Regions from separate parts of the Sus scrofa genome. Here region 2 is linked to region 1. The links are chromatin contacts, called in public Hi-C maps. All regions are on one chromosome and are shown on one strand. The core of a region is the stretch at or near the end of the contact, and the rest is flanking DNA. Distances in the headings are between cores, read along the strand shown. Region 1 holds the start of MAP3K5 (mitogen-activated protein kinase kinase kinase 5). Region 2 overlaps MAP3K5 (mitogen-activated protein kinase kinase kinase 5).

The links. A called contact is a pair of places that touch in the nucleus more often than the background predicts.
Region 2: a contact with region 1 is called in a Hi-C map of skeletal muscle, with 11 times the contacts expected there. The contact joins the enhancer-like site here to the promoter of MAP3K5 in region 1. A contact is called at or near these places in 2 of 5 promoter capture datasets (liver and skeletal muscle), 13 of 47 Hi-C or Micro-C datasets (brain, embryonic fibroblasts, epiblast stem cells and 8 more) and 2 of 2 datasets of contacts at active chromatin or transcription factors (alveolar macrophages and skeletal muscle).

Annotation. Positions count from the first base shown.
Region 1 is chr1:27,378,190-27,382,754 of Sscrofa11.1, reverse strand. MAP3K5 (mitogen-activated protein kinase kinase kinase 5) reads right to left here and starts at 2,612. Exons shown (of 29, transcript XM_021072507.1): 1 at 1,470-2,612. The coding sequence starts at 1,893.
Region 2 is chr1:27,518,786-27,523,091 of Sscrofa11.1, reverse strand. It overlaps MAP3K5 (mitogen-activated protein kinase kinase kinase 5), which reads right to left. Exons shown (of 29, transcript XM_021072507.1): 11 at 1-38. Among named protein-coding and RNA genes, the nearest start is that of MAP7, 85 kb to the left of the region's middle. Within about 2 kb of position 1,796, at least 13 of the 83 cell types and tissues checked have an H3K27ac peak or open chromatin away from gene starts, as enhancers often do. A contact at or near this core is called in skeletal muscle, where this site is marked.

The sequences.
Region 1 (4,565 bases), core at 1,363-3,862:
AATCTATCAGTGCAATAAAAATAGGCTCAGTATCTCATTGGGCGTTTTCCTCACATATCTTTCAGTTCTTTGAAGTGTCTTCCAAATTACAATCCAAAAATAAGAGTGCCGTAATTTTTAGAAAAGCTATGTTTATCTAATTTTTATAGCAAGCCACACAAGGAACCAAGCTATAATATATGATACTCATGTCTAGTTATGAAACCCAAAATGGTAAAATATACCAGAACCAGAAAGTCCTAGTTTATTTAGTCTGGCTTCCTTAACATGAAGTTCTTCTTGTTCTTAAAATATTCGGCTTGGCTAAATTCCCAAACTGACAAAGGCTACTTCAGGTGTTTTCAAAAGACTGAAGAGAATCAGAACTGAAAACAAGATTGGAATATAAAACCTTCTATGTGATCAGACATGCAAGAACCTTATTGTTTGAAACCACTATTAAATCAAACTTTACGCCCACATGTCTTAAAAAAATACACACAGAGTCTCAACATTGGTTATACAGGGTGCTAAAGGTTAATTTCAATAACATGCTTTTAACTCTAACATTTGCTAACAAATCGCTAGAATTACAATGACACTTGCTGAAATCTGTGACAGTTGGAAAATATTTTTTTTCATGAATTATCCTAGCAATCACTTTAATGGGCACACTTTAATGGCCAATCTAATCTTTGTCATTAAAGCACCCTATCAGTGTTTTAAACAGTGTTAAATTATATACGTCCCAGCTCATCAGGGGTAATGAAAAACAGACCCCAGTTCTTTCATGGAAATCCTAACAAAGATACCACACAAGTTTAGTGTAAGTTACAAGATTGCTTTTAGAAGTCATTACTTGAAAATTCGAATTGCTAAGATACGGGAAAGCAGGCCCCTAAACTTAGGGCAGAGTTGGGAAGATCATTACATAACATGTAAATTCACATGGATCCACTCTGCCTGCAGCTGGCCGAGTGGCAGAAGTCATGATTTCTGTCCTCTCAAAAGTACACAGAAAAAAATGAGGACATCATCTAAAACAGTCATAGGTATATATAGAAGGAAAATGTGGGCCAAACCTAACATAAGAGAGACCAAAACAGTGAATCGTGACGGACTGATGGGGGCAAGTATCTCACACCGCAGAAGAACAGAAGTTCTTTGATAGGACCACGCGCACCTCCGGGCTCCAGCGCGGGCCGGGGTTGGGTCATTCAGACTCTCGCACAAAGACACACAGGCTCTTGCACCCGCATACACTCTCCCAAGCGTGGCGAACGAGCGCCCAGAGCAGGCATGCAGCGACGCTCGTTGCCCTTAAGGTGGGGCAAGAAGTAAATAAGTAGGAAGCACGATTGCTGCTCAGAAATTGTTTTTTCCTGCTGCCCCGCAAAACACATTTCTCCCCCTGTGGCAGCCGCGGGGGGGGGGGGCGAGGGGGAAATAACCCCGGACTGCAGAGGATGGGGAAGGGGTTGCACACGCACCTGCATTGTAAAAACGGTCCAGCACCGCGGTTTCCCCAAAGTCCAGTTTCCCAAAATGCAGGGTCTCCAGGGCAGCGCCCACCGCCTCGCACGCCTCCCGTAGGCACTGCAGGGCCTCACTCTCGGCCACCACCAGCTGCCCCTGGCTCGCTTCGTTGATGACATATGCCACCGTGGTCCGTCGACCGCCTCCGCCACCAGAGTTGCCCCGGCATCGGGTGGTGCTGCTCGCGGACGTGGTACTAGGACACCCGGTGCCAGGGGCGGCGGCACTCTCCACGTTCCAGAAGCTGCCCGGTGGCGGCGGTGGCAGCTGGCTCTCCTCGCCCTCGGCCACCGCCGCCGCTCCTCCCCTCCGGCAACTGCCGCCCTCGACGAAGGGTGGCACGGAGAAAGTGATGCCCTCACCCGCCTCCGCGTTCATCTCTCCCGGCCGGGTTGTCGCGGCAGCGGCGTCGCCCGCCCAGCCGCACCGTCTGGCCAGCCACAGCTCGGGGCTGCTCCGCGCGCGTCGGGCTAAGCAGCTGCCATCCCGTGTCGCGCCTTCCGCCCCGCGCCGCCGCCTCCTCTCCGGCGCCCTCTCCCCCGAAGGGACGCCGCTGCCCGGCGGCGGCTCGCCCCTCCTCGGCGCCTCCGTGGCCACGCCGCTCGCCCGCTGCAGGGTGTAGAGTACAAGGGGTGGGGAGGCCGGGTTGAGCGGGAAGGGACAGCGCTTCCTTTTCTTGGCCGGCGGACAAGTCGGCTGGCGAACCTGCGCGGCGGTGCGGCTCAAGGGCGCCGCTCTCGGGGTGCGGTGCGCCCTGGCCACCCAGAGCGCGGTCCCGGCTCCTTCCGTGCCAGCCTCTCGGGGATGGTCCGGGGAGGGCGCCCTCTGGGTGGGGAGCTACCTGGCCAGCACCTTACTGGCGGGCAGGCTCCCTGGACTGCGTCCCGGAACAGCGGCCGCGGCCGCCGAAAGGATCCGCCCCCTTCCTCGGCGGCAGCTCCCCTTCATCGGCTCTATTTCCTCCTCCTTCCCTGGCCCCGTTTCTCTGCCGATCGCCGCGGCGGCTCCGTCCCAGCACCAGCCTGGCTGCTCGAGTCTGGCCGCTCCTCGCAGCCGCTCTGCGTGTCGGCCACCGGCTTCTTGCCGCCCACTCGTCGCGGCACCGAAAGTCAGGGCCCGCCCCGGGGGAGGGCGCTGCTGGGAAGCTCGGCCCGGACGCAACCGACCGCACCACGGCTCCCGGACCTCAGCCCAGCCCCGAGCACCACGCGGGGCTAAGGTTCTCCGCCGTCACCCACCAGGACCCCACTCAAGAAGACCTAGAGTAGGCAAAATTCCGGAGCGCACGCGATAGCAGGATGGCGCAAAAGTCTCTCTTGCGAATACTCGGGAGGCATTTGCAGCGTTCCCCGTGGCCCCAGCGCCCCCTGCCGGCATCGGGTCCGCGTGCGGCGCTGCCAGGACTAGCGCAGCGCTGAGGCCCGCGTTGCGCAAGGCGGGAGGTCTAGCAGCTGGGCCTGAACTGGCAGGCGGTTTATTGGTGACAGTCGCCCTCCGGAAGTGGCCTGGTAGGTAAATTTATAGGGTCTGCGCTTAGTGCTTTTCATTTTCAAACTTTCAATAGCTCTGCTGTCATTAATGAGTAATTGATTAGCTCCAACTGCTGAACAATGTAATATTCCCATCTGGGTCTTAAAATTTCCCGCAACGCAACGCCTACTTACTTGAGATAGAAAACCTGTTCTATACTCCACTTGGCAAATCATCATCCACCAGATGTAAGTAGGAAATTAAGTGATTATTTCTATTTTTTTTTTTAAATTGCACCACAGGGGAAAAATGCCTAGATTGCTTAAGCGCAATTAAAAGAAAAAAAAAATCTACTTATTTGGGAAGCAAAAACAGATGTGTAAGTTCTCAGAGAACTTCCCCAGAATGCTATAACTTTAGGAAGACCAGTGAAAGTTACAGTGAAATAAAGCAACAGGTTTGGACTTTCCAGAGATGAATGAGTTCTATGAAAAAGGAAGAAGACTATTGCAAATTACACGCAAGCCCAGAGAAAAAGGAAGACGAAAGCAGTTGAGTAGTAAAGAGCTCAAAGAAGGAAGGAAAGAGTAGTGTGGGAAAACACCTTGCAGCTGCACAACTGTATTTGCACAATTGTCTCCTCAATGAAGCCAAATAAAGCAAAGCTTTTTCTAAAGGTTTAGAAAATGGTGGGAGTAGAGAGTTCCCACCGTGGCTCAGTGGTCACAACCCTGACTAGCATCCATGAAGATGTGGGTTGGATCCCTAGCTTCGCTCAGTGGGTTAAGGGTCCTGTGTTGGGGTGACCTGTGGTGTAGGTTGCAGACTCTTCTCAGATCCCAGGTTGCTGTGGCTGTGGCGAAGGCCAGCAGTTGTAGCTCCGATTTGACCCCGGGCCTGGGAATTTCCATATGCCCCTGGTGGGGCCCTAAAAAGACAAAAAATAAAATAAAATGAAATAAAATAAATAAAATAAAATGACGGCAGTGAATTCCTCGGAAGGCAACTGGAATCTGTGTGATCCACATCTGCTTTTGAACTTGATATCATTAGGAAAGTAGATACTTAGTGAGTCAGTGATCATATAGAAACAAAATGTTGATAGGCTTACTACTTTTAATATTTCCAACAACTTGTCAAGCCTCTAAACTTCTCTGAGAGTAGATAATCTTCCACTTCATACTGGCCCAAAACAATAAACGCAGGAAAGTCACTGGGACCACGTCTGGAAAACGAAAATGCCCAAATTCTCAAGTGGCATTTGATGACACAAATAAGGTCCAAGGTTACATATAAAGCTATATTCTAAAAACCATAACTTTTTAGACCTTGTCACTATTGCCTTGCTTACAGGTCTTTTCTGAGCAATTTTTCATATATGATTTTGTTTTACTTTGCTGGCTTTGTTTTACTTTGGATTAATTTAATAACTTTAGAGATGTCACTGATTACTGGCAGACAAACCCCAATGCAACACTGAAAGACTACTGCTCTTGGTCCCAAAGCTCTCCCACCTAAATGGCATGGTTTAGCTGATAAATCTTACACCACGTGTATTAGGTGAAACCAAGTGAAATTTC
Region 2 (4,306 bases), core at 547-3,046, 140 kb before region 1:
ACAGAAGAAGCACTAAAATTCCACTCATGTATACCTTTCTGGAACACAGGGGAAGAATAACAACAACAAAAGTTGAGTTATCCAAAGGAAAATAACATAACGATAATTTTGTTTTATTACTCTTTAATAACATACACAGAGCAATTTTTCCTAGTGCATAATTCTTCATAGACAAACTATCCAATGGAAACTCTGTAATTCATTCTTAAGCCACAAGGGTGATGTTTACTTAATTTCCGTACTTCAGTAAAACAGCTTCCAAGAGAACCTAGGAGAATGCATCTCATTAAATTCTAAGACTTAATTTTAGCAGATGAACCTAATACCTCTTGTGCCTTGATTTTCAAAGTAAAAACCCCAGTGACCAAGATAATTCACTTATTAGAATTGAGCGATACTTCTGTTCTAAGAAAGAACAACACGAATTTGAATAAAATCTCTGCAAGGTTTTAAGGATAATTACTTCTGAATTATCTTTAGTTACATTTTTGAACTAATATGGTGGTTCTATTTCTTTAGAAAATAGTACAGCCAGTATGTATACACTGTTTATCACAGCCACAATGTGTTGTTACCTAATTTACGTAAAATTCAATACACTGTTAAAGTTTAAACATAAAAATTTCAATTAGCATATGATAAACATGGGTGATTTGCAGGATCAAGATGGGAAAAAAATGTGGGAAGTTATTTCTTGAGTTTATTACTAAAGCTAAATCAAAATTAATATTAAACCCATGTGTCTTTAAATTAATGATGAGATACATGGCATTCCCTATAAAGATACGTCTGACAGCAGTACAGAATTAATAACATAAATATTTTTAGAGAAATAAAGGAGTTGATACATGCATTTAAGTTTAGTAAGTACTGTACTGTAGTCAATTCAGACTGCAGTTCAATTCTGTAAATGCAAAACAGCCAGGAAAACGAGCTCTTACCCACCCACTTAAAATACTGCCAGAGGCTGAGGTCTTGGCTGGGCTAGTGAAGTGGATACCAAAGCATGTGGCTCTGAGGTGGCCCAGAACTCTCTTTTTGGCCAAAGCAATTCAAAACGCCACAATTTATATCCACGGCACCTAGTTCTTTGCTAGGACCATGCAACTTAAAAATAGATCCTTTCCAACCTGAAGTAGATGTACTAAAAAAAAACTACTTTCAAGGCACATCAGCCAGGTCATGGGGATGTAACCTGAATTAACAAAGAGCAAGCACTGCCATGAAGCTCAGGGAGGGACGAGACCACAGAAAGGTACTCCTGGCATGCAGCCTTCTTAACCAGTGTACAGAGGGACTTAAATTAAAACAGCAGCCTGCAGCTTCAGCTGGTAATTTGGAAAGTTGCTTCTAAATCCTGTTGGCCTCAGGTGACCTTCTAAAAATATGTGACCCAAGAGCTGCAGCTGTTACCTGCAGGATCCTTGCACACAATGCAGCCTTATCCTCAGAGCCTGCAGCCAAGCTGCTTTCTAAGGTCATCCCCCGGGTCAGGAGGGGGGGTTGAGTGTGGAACCCATGGGGCAGTGTGCAGACCTGCCACAGAAGACAGCAACTGACAGCACTCATAAGACAGCCCTGGTACAATCTATCTTCCATCAGTCCTGTTCTGGGAGCCGCCAAGGAGAGATTTCCCAGATTGATGGAGCTGGGTTTGTAGGAAAGGAGTAGAGCATTTCCAGAATGTTAGGTTCCTGGAAGGTTGCAAGTGCTGCCAGAGAATGTTCCATTTCAGTGGTGTTACAGCCTGAGATGGAATGATCCGGATTGAGTCCTCTTCCCCACCTCCCTTGCTACTGGGACTCACCACACAGAGGTGCTAGTGAGCTACAAAGCCAGCAGGTAAGATAAAAAGTCTAGGCCAGCCTGAGAATCAGCGGAAAAGGGCAGAGGCAGAGCTGGAGTGATAATCAGCCCCAACAAGGCCCAAACCAACACTCAACCTAATCCAATAAGCACAAGCGCCATTTTCTTGGAACTGGTTAGCCTCACATCTGGCACCCAGGCTGCAGCAGGAGTGAAGACAAAGAGTTAATACTGAGCTAAGGTGGCAGGAATTATGCTGTGGCAGACACTGCTGGTTCCCCAGGCAACAGCCATTCTCCTTCTTCACTAAGAAAAAATGAATTCTTTCAGGTTCAGGTGGCAATGTTGAGGGATGGTGACATTGATTTGTCTTAAATCGGCCATGGTAAGCCCATTTCTTCAATTGCCAAGCTAGCGACTGGCTTAGGCATGGACACATGATGCAACTTTTGGTGCTAGGGAAAGGCCCTGTCCTTTGGATGCTGTCCGTGTGAAGTGATGCTTGGAGCTGCTCTTTAAGACCAGGAAGTTGAAAAACAAGAGCACCTAGACAATCCAACTCAGAATCCTAACACTGTGACGCCCCTGAAATTAGCCCAGGAATGACCCATCTCAGAAGGTGTAATATGAGAGAGCATTTCCTTATTATTTAAGCCACTTTTAGTTGGGAGTTTTGTAGCTAAAAGCTTCCTTGATGAATAAGAGCATCATAAAATCAAAACGGAGAATCTGGGGGAAACATATTCCCCTGATAAATTTCCTGGATCTTCTCTGAGCGGCCACTGGCTGGAGCCGGAGGCGGGGCAAGGTTGGCCCTTAGTCCTTTACTTGGGATCCTGTGGCCAAGACTGGGGGTGCTTAGATTCAAACCTCAAGGGAGAGGAATTCTAAATATCAACGCTATAAAATATCTTGCGAAAAACTTGTCTCTTCCTAGATCTAGATTTTTCTTTCATGTGCACATGCAGATGTTCTTCAAACTCTTTTATCCATTGAACAAAGGGAGAACTGTTAAAGGACTAAGATTTCAATTAATTTGCCCCTGACCATAGAGTAACTCCTCAAGTTTTCCTGAACTCTTGAGACTTAGTACAATCTTCAAGCTCTGAAAGTTGCTAGGTAAAGTATATAAAAGCTCATATAAAGGTTCATCCCACATCTTAGAATGAAAATACTGAGTGAAGAAATAATATGTGAAAAACAAAAAGCAATACTCTGTTGTTTTAAAGGAAAAAAATTTAAACGTTCTATGAACAAAAAAAATCAACTTCCTGTTTAATGTTAAGACCTATTGAACCTGTTGTTTACCTGTTATTTGATTATAGTTATTACCGTCGATCTAAACTAATAAAACAATCACAACGTTATCTTTATTGCTTGTCCTCATTCTAATTATATCACTTCTATTTTTAAAAACAGGGAAAATGGCAGTGGTACTGAATACACTATGGGTAGAACTAGGGTTTGCAAAGAAATTGACATAAATTTACAATGGGAATGGATTGAGTTAAGAAAGCTTGTTTTTAATGTTTTATTTATTTATTTTTTTTAGGGCCACAACTGTAGCATATGGAAGTTCCCGGGTTAGGGACTGAATCGGAGCTGCAGCTGCTGGCCCACACCAGAGCCAAAGCTTGTGGCAATGCCGGATCTTTAACCTACTGAGAGAGGCCAGGGATCAAACCTCGAACCCACATCCTCACAAACACTCTGTTGGGTTCTTAACCTGCTGAGCCACAACAGGAACTCCCAATAAAGCTTAAACTGTTGAACAAGGAATATTTTTACACTAAAGGTAATTGGCGGTGCGGACAATGCAGATTTAATACTTCTTGATCATAAGATGGTAAAAAAGCAGAACAATTTGCAGCCTAAATCTATACCTCTTCTTAATGCACTAATTTATATCCTACTATATTTATTTCTTAACATAATATAAAAATTATCTCTGCAATTATCACAAAGCATAAGAGAATCAACATAAGGCTAACAGTGTTAAACACAGAACCCCCAGAAAAAGAAAAATAATGACAACTAGCTGGAAATAGTACTCATTTTCCAAAAATTTCTGGCTTACTTTCTGTTCCTTTTCTGTCTTCCAAATAACTTCTGGCTCTCCACTCATTCTCGGGGCCTGCCTTGCTAATCGCTAATTCCTTTAGCCCCATTCTGTTTCCAAGTGTCCTTGGATAACCTTGCTCTTTCCCATCAAGCTTTTGAAAAATCTCCTTTCCCAGATAATAATGTTCATGTCCCTAACCTCTCTTAGTTTTTATAGTTTCAACTGGATGACTACCCTACTTCTGCCTGTGAGAACAGGTAGGCATATACTTTAATGTAAATGAAACACTAGTTACTTTAAAACAATGTTAACAGGATGTACATAGATAGTTATGTTAGTTATCATCAATTTCATCTCTGGACAATACCACTTGGAGCCATGCCACCTTGCTGGCTGTAGGCTGGAGGTTCCAAGGATCCCCTCCTTGGGTTTGATTAA